Regions from separate parts of the Mus musculus genome. Here region 1 is linked to region 2. Evidence: chromatin contacts called from public HiChIP or PLAC-seq data. All regions are on one chromosome and are shown on one strand. Each heading gives the region's core, a stretch centred on a gene start, on an enhancer-like site or on the middle of the called end of the contact. The rest is flanking DNA. Distances are from core to core; before and after follow the strand shown. Region 1 overlaps Ube4b (ubiquitination factor E4B). Region 2 overlaps Kif1b (kinesin family member 1B).

The links. HiChIP or PLAC-seq counts read pairs in DNA pulled down with a chosen protein or histone mark.
Region 1: an H3K27ac HiChIP or PLAC-seq map of extraembryonic endoderm stem cells shows a contact between it and region 2. The contact joins two enhancer-like sites. A contact is called at or near these places in 2 of 484 Hi-C or Micro-C datasets (liver and nephron progenitors), 2 of 115 datasets of contacts at active chromatin or transcription factors (extraembryonic endoderm stem cells and trophoblast stem cells) and 3 of 9 other capture datasets (adipose tissue, embryonic stem cells and pancreatic islet).

Annotation. Positions count from the first base shown.
Region 1 is chr4:149,401,471-149,405,126 of GRCm38.p6, forward strand. All of the region lies in intron 1 of Ube4b (ubiquitination factor E4B), which reads right to left. Among named protein-coding and RNA genes, the nearest start is that of Ube4b, 23 kb to the right of the region's middle. Within about 2 kb of position 1,746, at least 70 of the 459 cell types and tissues checked have an H3K27ac peak or open chromatin away from gene starts, as enhancers often do. A contact at or near this core is called in extraembryonic endoderm stem cells, where this site is marked.
Region 2 is chr4:149,177,914-149,181,618 of GRCm38.p6, forward strand. It overlaps Kif1b (kinesin family member 1B), which reads right to left. Exons shown (of 49, transcript NM_001290995.1): 48 at 3,571-3,689; 49 at 1-2,897. The coding sequence ends at 2,855. Among named protein-coding and RNA genes, the nearest start is that of Pgd, 13 kb to the left of the region's middle. Within about 2 kb of position 1,963, at least 51 of the 459 cell types and tissues checked have an H3K27ac peak or open chromatin away from gene starts, as enhancers often do. A contact at or near this core is called in extraembryonic endoderm stem cells, where this site is marked.

The sequences.
Region 1 (3,656 bases), core at 496-2,995, 220 kb after region 2:
CACCAAGCAATCTCCCAGTCCCGACTTCTTTGTTGCTGTGTTCTGTTTTAATTTCAGCAATAAGACCTGAGCATGGGGCGTGCCACACTCTTAGCAAGCACTCAGCTCTCAGGTTGACAGCTCCAGCTCAAGGTATGATTTTCTTTGAAAACTAAGAGATAAAATCTGCATCATGAAATTTAAGTGTGCCAAGTTTTGATGTACGACGGAGCTGGGGAGCTGGCTCGGCGGCTGGGAATGCAGCCTGTGCTTAGATGGGACTTGAATTCGGTTCCCTGCATGCACGATGGATGACTCACAACTGTCTGCAACTCCAGGCCCAAGGGATTCCCCCTCATCGGCCTCCTCTGACACTGCACACTTGCCAAAAGCACACAAACAAACACCCATAATTAAAAATAAAAATAACTCTTTAAAGTTTCCATTGTATCTTATTATTGTGTGCATATGGGTGTTGTGCCCACACGCTACATCCATGCACCACATAACCCACAGAGAGTCCTTAGAGGCCAGAGAGCGATCTGCTGAGACTATAGCTACAGATCTTCATGTGGATGCTGGGACTGAACCCAGATCCTCTGGAAGAGATCTACTGACCTTACCACAGAGCTATCGCTCTAGCCTGAAATAAAAATAAATGTTCTTTTTAAAATTTTTAATGACATTACTGAAAACACTTATATAAATACTAATATGAACAGCCCCCATTCTCAAAGATTCCCTGATTTTCTTTAGTGATTCCTGCATATTCTAGTTTTCAAACACAGATATCTTCTTGTATTTTTGTCACTTTTGCATCTGGCTTTACACCACCAGTATTTTCAGTACTTAGGACTACATTTCTTCAGAGCACACTAACACTGCAGCTTTCTGCCATATCTGCCCACTGCTTTGTAGCCTTGGCTGTTGGCACTGCACTGTGCTTGCTAATGACTCCACTAAAGGGCTGGGCATACCCAAAATCAGGGGTTTGGTTTGGCTTGGTGTCTGAAGACAGGGTCTCACATAGTCCGGCTGACCACACACTCATTATCTAACTAAGGCTGGTCTTGAACTTCTGATCCTACTGTCTCCACTTCCCAAGTTCTGAGAATAAAAGCATGTGTGACCATGCGTCAATATGCGGCTCAAAAAATAAGACATTTTAAGTTGCTGCGGCCAGGGGGTGATGATGGAGTGCACCTTTAATCCCAGCACGTAGGAGGCAGAGACAGACAGATCTCTGCTGAGTCTTGAGGCCAGCCTGGGCTACAGTTCGTTCTAGGATAGCTAGGACTACACAAAGAAACAAAGAGCCCTCACTGCTCCTGGACACTCATGTATGGGGGATTATAACCAGGTATAATTCCAGCTCCAGGGATCCAACAACCTCTTCTGTCCTCAGAGGACATCTGCACAGTCCCCCTACACCCCTAACACACACACACACACACACACACACACAAACACGCACAGAGAGGGAGGGAGGGAGGGAGGGAGAGGGAGGAAGTAGCCAGTCCCAGCATTCCAAGTATTACTAAATTCCTTTTCTTTACTCAACCTACTTTTTATGGCTGGTTATCTCAAGTTAAACCTAGGTTCTTTTTAAAAGATTTCCTTTTCCATTTGTCACAGATCAAAAATGGAAAAGCATGAAACAGAAACAGCTGTGGCAGTTCCATGGCCACGGCTGTGCCCCGCCCCAGACCCTAAACAGGAGCCACATTCTGCCCGTCTCAGGTCACATTTTTAGCTGACACTACAACAGGGTTTCCCCTAATGGCTCTCCTGATGCTGTAGGTCCCACCCCCTCCTCCGGATTTACCCACACTAGACTCAAGGCAGGGAAAGCCCCAGGGCAGGGCAGATCAAACTGCTCCTCTTAGTTTTAGCTCGTTGTGGGGGTCGGGAGGGTCCACAAAATACTGCTTTAAATTTAATAAAATACAGTCTGCAAAAATCCTTATTTCCAACTAAAATTTTACAAAGTAAATAAATTCCAACACACAGACAGACATCACTCACAACTTCTAGTCTTTAGGATGTTCTCCTAAAGATAGTCTACACATTTTTCAGTCACACGAGACCTCCCAGATCTCAGCAACAACCTACCCCTGTTCCTACGAAGAGGAAGGGGATGGGACAGGGACGACGGACAGATGGTAATCTTTCTACTTACAATGTCACTTCTGGAGGCTCTTGGTGATCCTGACACAAAGGAGTAAGTGAATAATTAACTGAGGTAGCCCTCTGCTTCCCATGGGCCAGATGCAGCTCTATAGCCCATGTGTAAGCTCAGTTAACAACCCAGGGGTCCGCACACTCCACTACCATTTTACAAGTGAGGAAACCACCTCCAGTGAAGTGACTTGCTCAGCAACACAGCTCAGGGGACACAGTGCAGGGTTTGAAGCTGGACTGTGACTTCCCACACATCACCTGTCTCCACACAAGACATTCCTACGGTGACAAGGTGGCACTGCCGCTGACTAGTTTAAGAAGTCAGCTTTGTACAGACTGCTGGTGTCGGACACTGCCTCAACCCTCTGATCAGCAACACTGAACATACTGACCTCTCTGGTGAGGGGTGCACAGTGGAGCACAGAACATCCACCCGGTGTTCTGGCTACAATAGGACAGGAGCATCCTGTCCTACCACGAATTCCTTGTGGCATGTCGATAAGTGCCTACTGTGTGCCACAAAGTTGAAGAAGATGTTCCACTTGAGTCCTAATTCCTACCCTCAAAGTCCTCTAAATAGACCAGGAAAGGAAAAGCAAAGGGGCAGTCAGGACACAAGGTCAGGAGGGCATGGGATGAGGGCAGAGGCAGTATGGGAAGGGAGCACACGGACGCGTGCCTGTGTCACAGCCTCACAGGGAGACCAGCCCACGGAGAGCTCAGCATCCTGTATCCTCACCAGGAATAATACAAAAGTAGGGTGCGCTGTGTTCACTTTGATGTCTTCTTTTTTTTTCCTCTCTAAGATTTATATTTATTTTTTGTGGGTCTGTGTGAACCTTTCACAAGCATGTATATACAGGTGCCCATGAAGCAGACCTCGAGGCCAGGGGTTACAGGCAGCTGTGAACCCTCTTATCCGGGACTCTGGAATAGCAGTGACACCTCTTACAGACTGAGCCGTCTCTCCTGCCTCACATCCATGGCTTTTAAAACTAAGTGTGTTTCTATGCTTTTCAGGGTTTACAGTAGACTTGTAGAAGCTGAACTAAAAATCCAGTTGCTACAAGACATGCACCGATTTCCTCTGTATCCACACTACTGCTAGTGCAAATCTCATACTACACCTCTAAAACCTGCAAACACTTGCTGTCACCCTGTTCCACCCCACCTTCCCTCCAAGACCAGGTGACAGGGCGGAGACATAACTAACTCCAAACCCTACCTAACCGGGAAGTGATGCTTGGAACTGCCTGCCACAGGCTGCGCACAGCACATGGGGAAGAGGACTAATCCCCCTCTTCTGACACGCTCCTGTCCACATAACTGCTCTGCAGCCCACCCTGCTCCTTCTGGTCCTGTCTCGCTTGTTAATGAGACCTTCAGCACCACCGCCCAGTCCCCACATCTCTATGGCGACCAAACCTGCAAACAGTTCAGCACAAGCCAAGTGTGTCTGTGTACACTAATTTATACGCTAAGAGAAAACGTGAACA
Region 2 (3,705 bases), core at 713-3,212:
GGGAGGAAGGAGGATAAAGACATAAAGGAAGGGGGAGACTAATTCATTTTAACCAGCACTCACTTTTCTGTAATTTGTATGTTTTCCTTGTAGGTTTTTTGTTTGTTTGTTTGTTTGTTTGTTTAAAGGAGTGCTTTGAAAATTTAAAAAAAAATCTTAAAAATACTTATTTTAAAGATTAGTTCTCTTAACTTTCCTGCTACTATGGCAATCACAAAAATCTCATGAACAGGTCCTGCCATAAAACCCTTTCTCTTTCAGAGCTTCGGAGCAGGTGACCTTGTCTGGAAACAGAATATAAAGCCCCCAAATGCTCCGATTCTGACCTGATCCTGGGCTTTACAGTAGGAGGGGTCCCAGTGACAGCAGGGAGAGGCACAGGTGCCCAAGCTCCAACCTTACTTTCCCTGGCTTTCTAATGAGGTCTCCTTAAGGGGCCTCTGATGAAGGCGGGGTCCAGTTTGGCTCATGCTAACATTTGATATTTGCAAAGCAAAGACTTTCTAAACCAGTTTTGTTTGAGTTAAAAGAAAACAAGTTATCTCAGGGTTTAGTGTGCCGCACACTGCCACCCTCCCCCAGGCGTCACACCTCTCGGCACAGACATGGATCCTTCTGCCTACCTTCCTAACAGCAGCAACATCAGTGATTCAGTTTAAAAGCGACCTTTGATCTTCGTTTCCCTGAAATTAGATTTAGTTCCGGTCCAGGAAACTGTCTACAGGCATAGACAGAGTCTGCTGAATTTGAGTATACACCAGAAGGACATGCTGTGTCCATTAGACAACAGAGACTTCTAACTACATTAAAAATCTCATAGATATGTTTAGAAAACAAGTAACATTACAGTTAGTAACCTATACTTTAAGGAGAGAAAGAAAGTTTTAAAAATCCACCAGAGCTGAGCATCTTTTAGATAAGAACAGTCTGATTTCTGCCTTTTCCTTTCTTTTCTTTTGCTTTCTTTCCTTTCCTTTCCTTTTCTCCATGGTCCACTTTTCCTTTCTTTGCAAGGCAACTGTAACAAAGGAAGCTGGGAGTCCTGTTCTTCAGAGAGAAGCAAGGGGCTGCATGCTCGCCTCCCTAGTGGCTGCTCTGCAGTGGAGATGGGCTCTCCACCAGAAGGAAATCCATTCCTTCTCTACCCTCAGGTAGCCAGGAGCCTTCGCAGACTGGAGGTGAGCAGATGCCTTCCTGTGTGCGTGAGTGATGCTGAAACAGGCTGGCAAGGCCAGGAAACAGCAGTGTGAATGCTCCCCAAGTCACTGGCACAGCAACTCAAGTAGCCCCAGCGGGCATTCTGTGCCCCACTCAGTCCCCGACACTTACTGGCCGGTGGAGGAAGAGCGTTATTTTCTATAACCTCTTAAACCCGGAGGCCTGGTTTGTTAGAAGCCACAGAAACTGGTAGCAGGGAAATTCTTCCTAAGGGAGTATTTCCAAACCAGATGAGGACAGTGGGGGAAGGGGGCATGTCACAGAGGAGGCATTTCACAATCCAGTAGCAAACTGCTGGGAGACAATCTTTTTCGACTCTAAATGCCTTCTGATTTGTTTGGAGTGGTGGTAAGGACTGGTCAGTTCTGGCATCCAGAAAACAATGCCATGTTTGTTCATATGGAGACGAGAACTACTGGAAATGGCCACTGGATTTAGATGGAGACCTCAAGATTTATGCTGAAGCTACAAGTCTTTGATCAAAGGGAGCGACAACAATCACAAGCTGCACTCAGCACTCTCAAAGCAACAATGGTCCATATCACCAGAAAGTCAAACACTCCCCAGTCCCTCTTGTGGGAAATCTGTTCATGACATCACCTAATTCCAAACAGTGACACTGAGACTAGAGTTGGGAAACTCCTAGACAAACGCTCCTTCCCAGGGAGGAGACAAGCCTGCTGGACCCTGCTGTAAGGAGCTACAGTCACCCTTGTGACCCACTGCCCAATCTACTGCAGCAGCCCGAGTCTTAAAGGGCTAGCAGCAGCCTCTGTTGCAGGCCAATCACAAGGCCCCTCTGCATCTTCCACTCTATACATCCATGCTCCGAGCCCTGATTTAGACAGAGAATTTAAATCCCATTTCTGAGCTTCCCACAGTGCTTTCCCTGAATGGAAACACATGGATTAGCCACCAAAGAGAAAGAGAAAGAGAGACAGAGACAGACAGACACACACACACACACATACAGAGAAAGAGAGAGAGTCAGAGACAGACACAGAGAGAGACAGACAGACACCAGACACACACACAAATAGACAGAGACAGACACTGAGAGAAAAAGAGACAGAGAGAGAGAGAGAGAGAGAAGAGAGAGAGAGAGGAAGAGAGAGAGAGAGAGAGAAACAAGTTAACAAGTTTTCTTCTCCTGGCTGACAATACCAAATGTCTCCTCCCTTAGTCTCTAAACCACCCAGAAAAAAGAAGATTATCATAAACAAAGGGGAAAGAAAAAGAGAGACAGAGAAGTTACCCTGAAAACCAGAGCTACGGAGACAACAGTCGGACAGTGACCGTGAAGGGGACCTAACATCCAAAGGAAGCTGAAGCACACAGGAGAATCATTTGGAGATGTGCTGGGTCCCCTCGGGTGTGGGTGAGTGTGAGTGTGAGTGTGTATGGACGTGTAGTGGTTTTGTTCCCCTTGTTAGGCCACATGCTACAAGTCTTAGCACAAGAATAAGAAGAGTCAGAGCCATGGAGAGGGAACAGAGAGCTAGAGAAGTGCAGGGTGAGGAGGGAAAAGTCGTTAAGCCACAGGATTACATACAAGAATAACTGTCAAGAATCACAAAGAGAATGAGAGGTAACACTTTCTTTATCTGTCGAAGGTGAGCAAGGCTCAGGAGAACGCTCAGTACTTTGGCTGGCTCGGGCATCTGCGAGAGAGTTTTGACCTATGAGAAAAACAGGAGGCAGCGTTAGAAGAGTGGATGCTGGTCTCTCCCAGCCGATTCTGCAGGCCAGGCTTCTACGCTCCTAAACAAATGGCTGGACCAGCAGTTCTCAACTCGAGACCCCTTTGGGGGTTGAATACCCTTTTCACAGGGGTCGCAGAGCAGATAGCCTGCAGAGCACATATGGACATTATGACTCCTAACAGTAGCCCAGGGACAGCTATGAGGTCTTTCCTACGCTGGGGACTCTGTGAGATGCGCTCCTCTCACACAGCCTGAACTATGGGAGTCCATTAAAGCACTGTTTCTCCTTTACTCGGTGCTCTGGGCCTTCTGCAGACCTCCTGAAAACTGAAACCTAAAGGAGATGAAGGATAGGACCGGTGGTGTCCTTACGGCTGAGGACGCACGACACTGCACTGGAAGCAGGGCACTCGTCTCACCCTGTAACTCATCATCGTACCCTTGCCTTCCTTTCCATTTTCATCCCAGTTAGAACGACACATCTTTCCTACTCATGTAAATGTGAGAAAGAGCTTTCACGAGCCAGGCATGGTAGTGCACACCTGTAAACCCAGTCCTTGGGATGAGGTGGAGAACTTAGAATCTGGCTTGGGCTATACAGTGAGACTGTCTCAGCATGAGGAAATGAAGCAAAAGAACAGTATCTGACCTTATTGTGCCAGCCAGAAGTGGGTTAAAGGCATATAACCAGTCATTCATGTCTTTGTCATTGAGAGCTTGCAGAAGGACCCCACGGTGCTTTGTGCATACAGCAAAAGTATTAGGTGTCTGGGAAGAGACATTA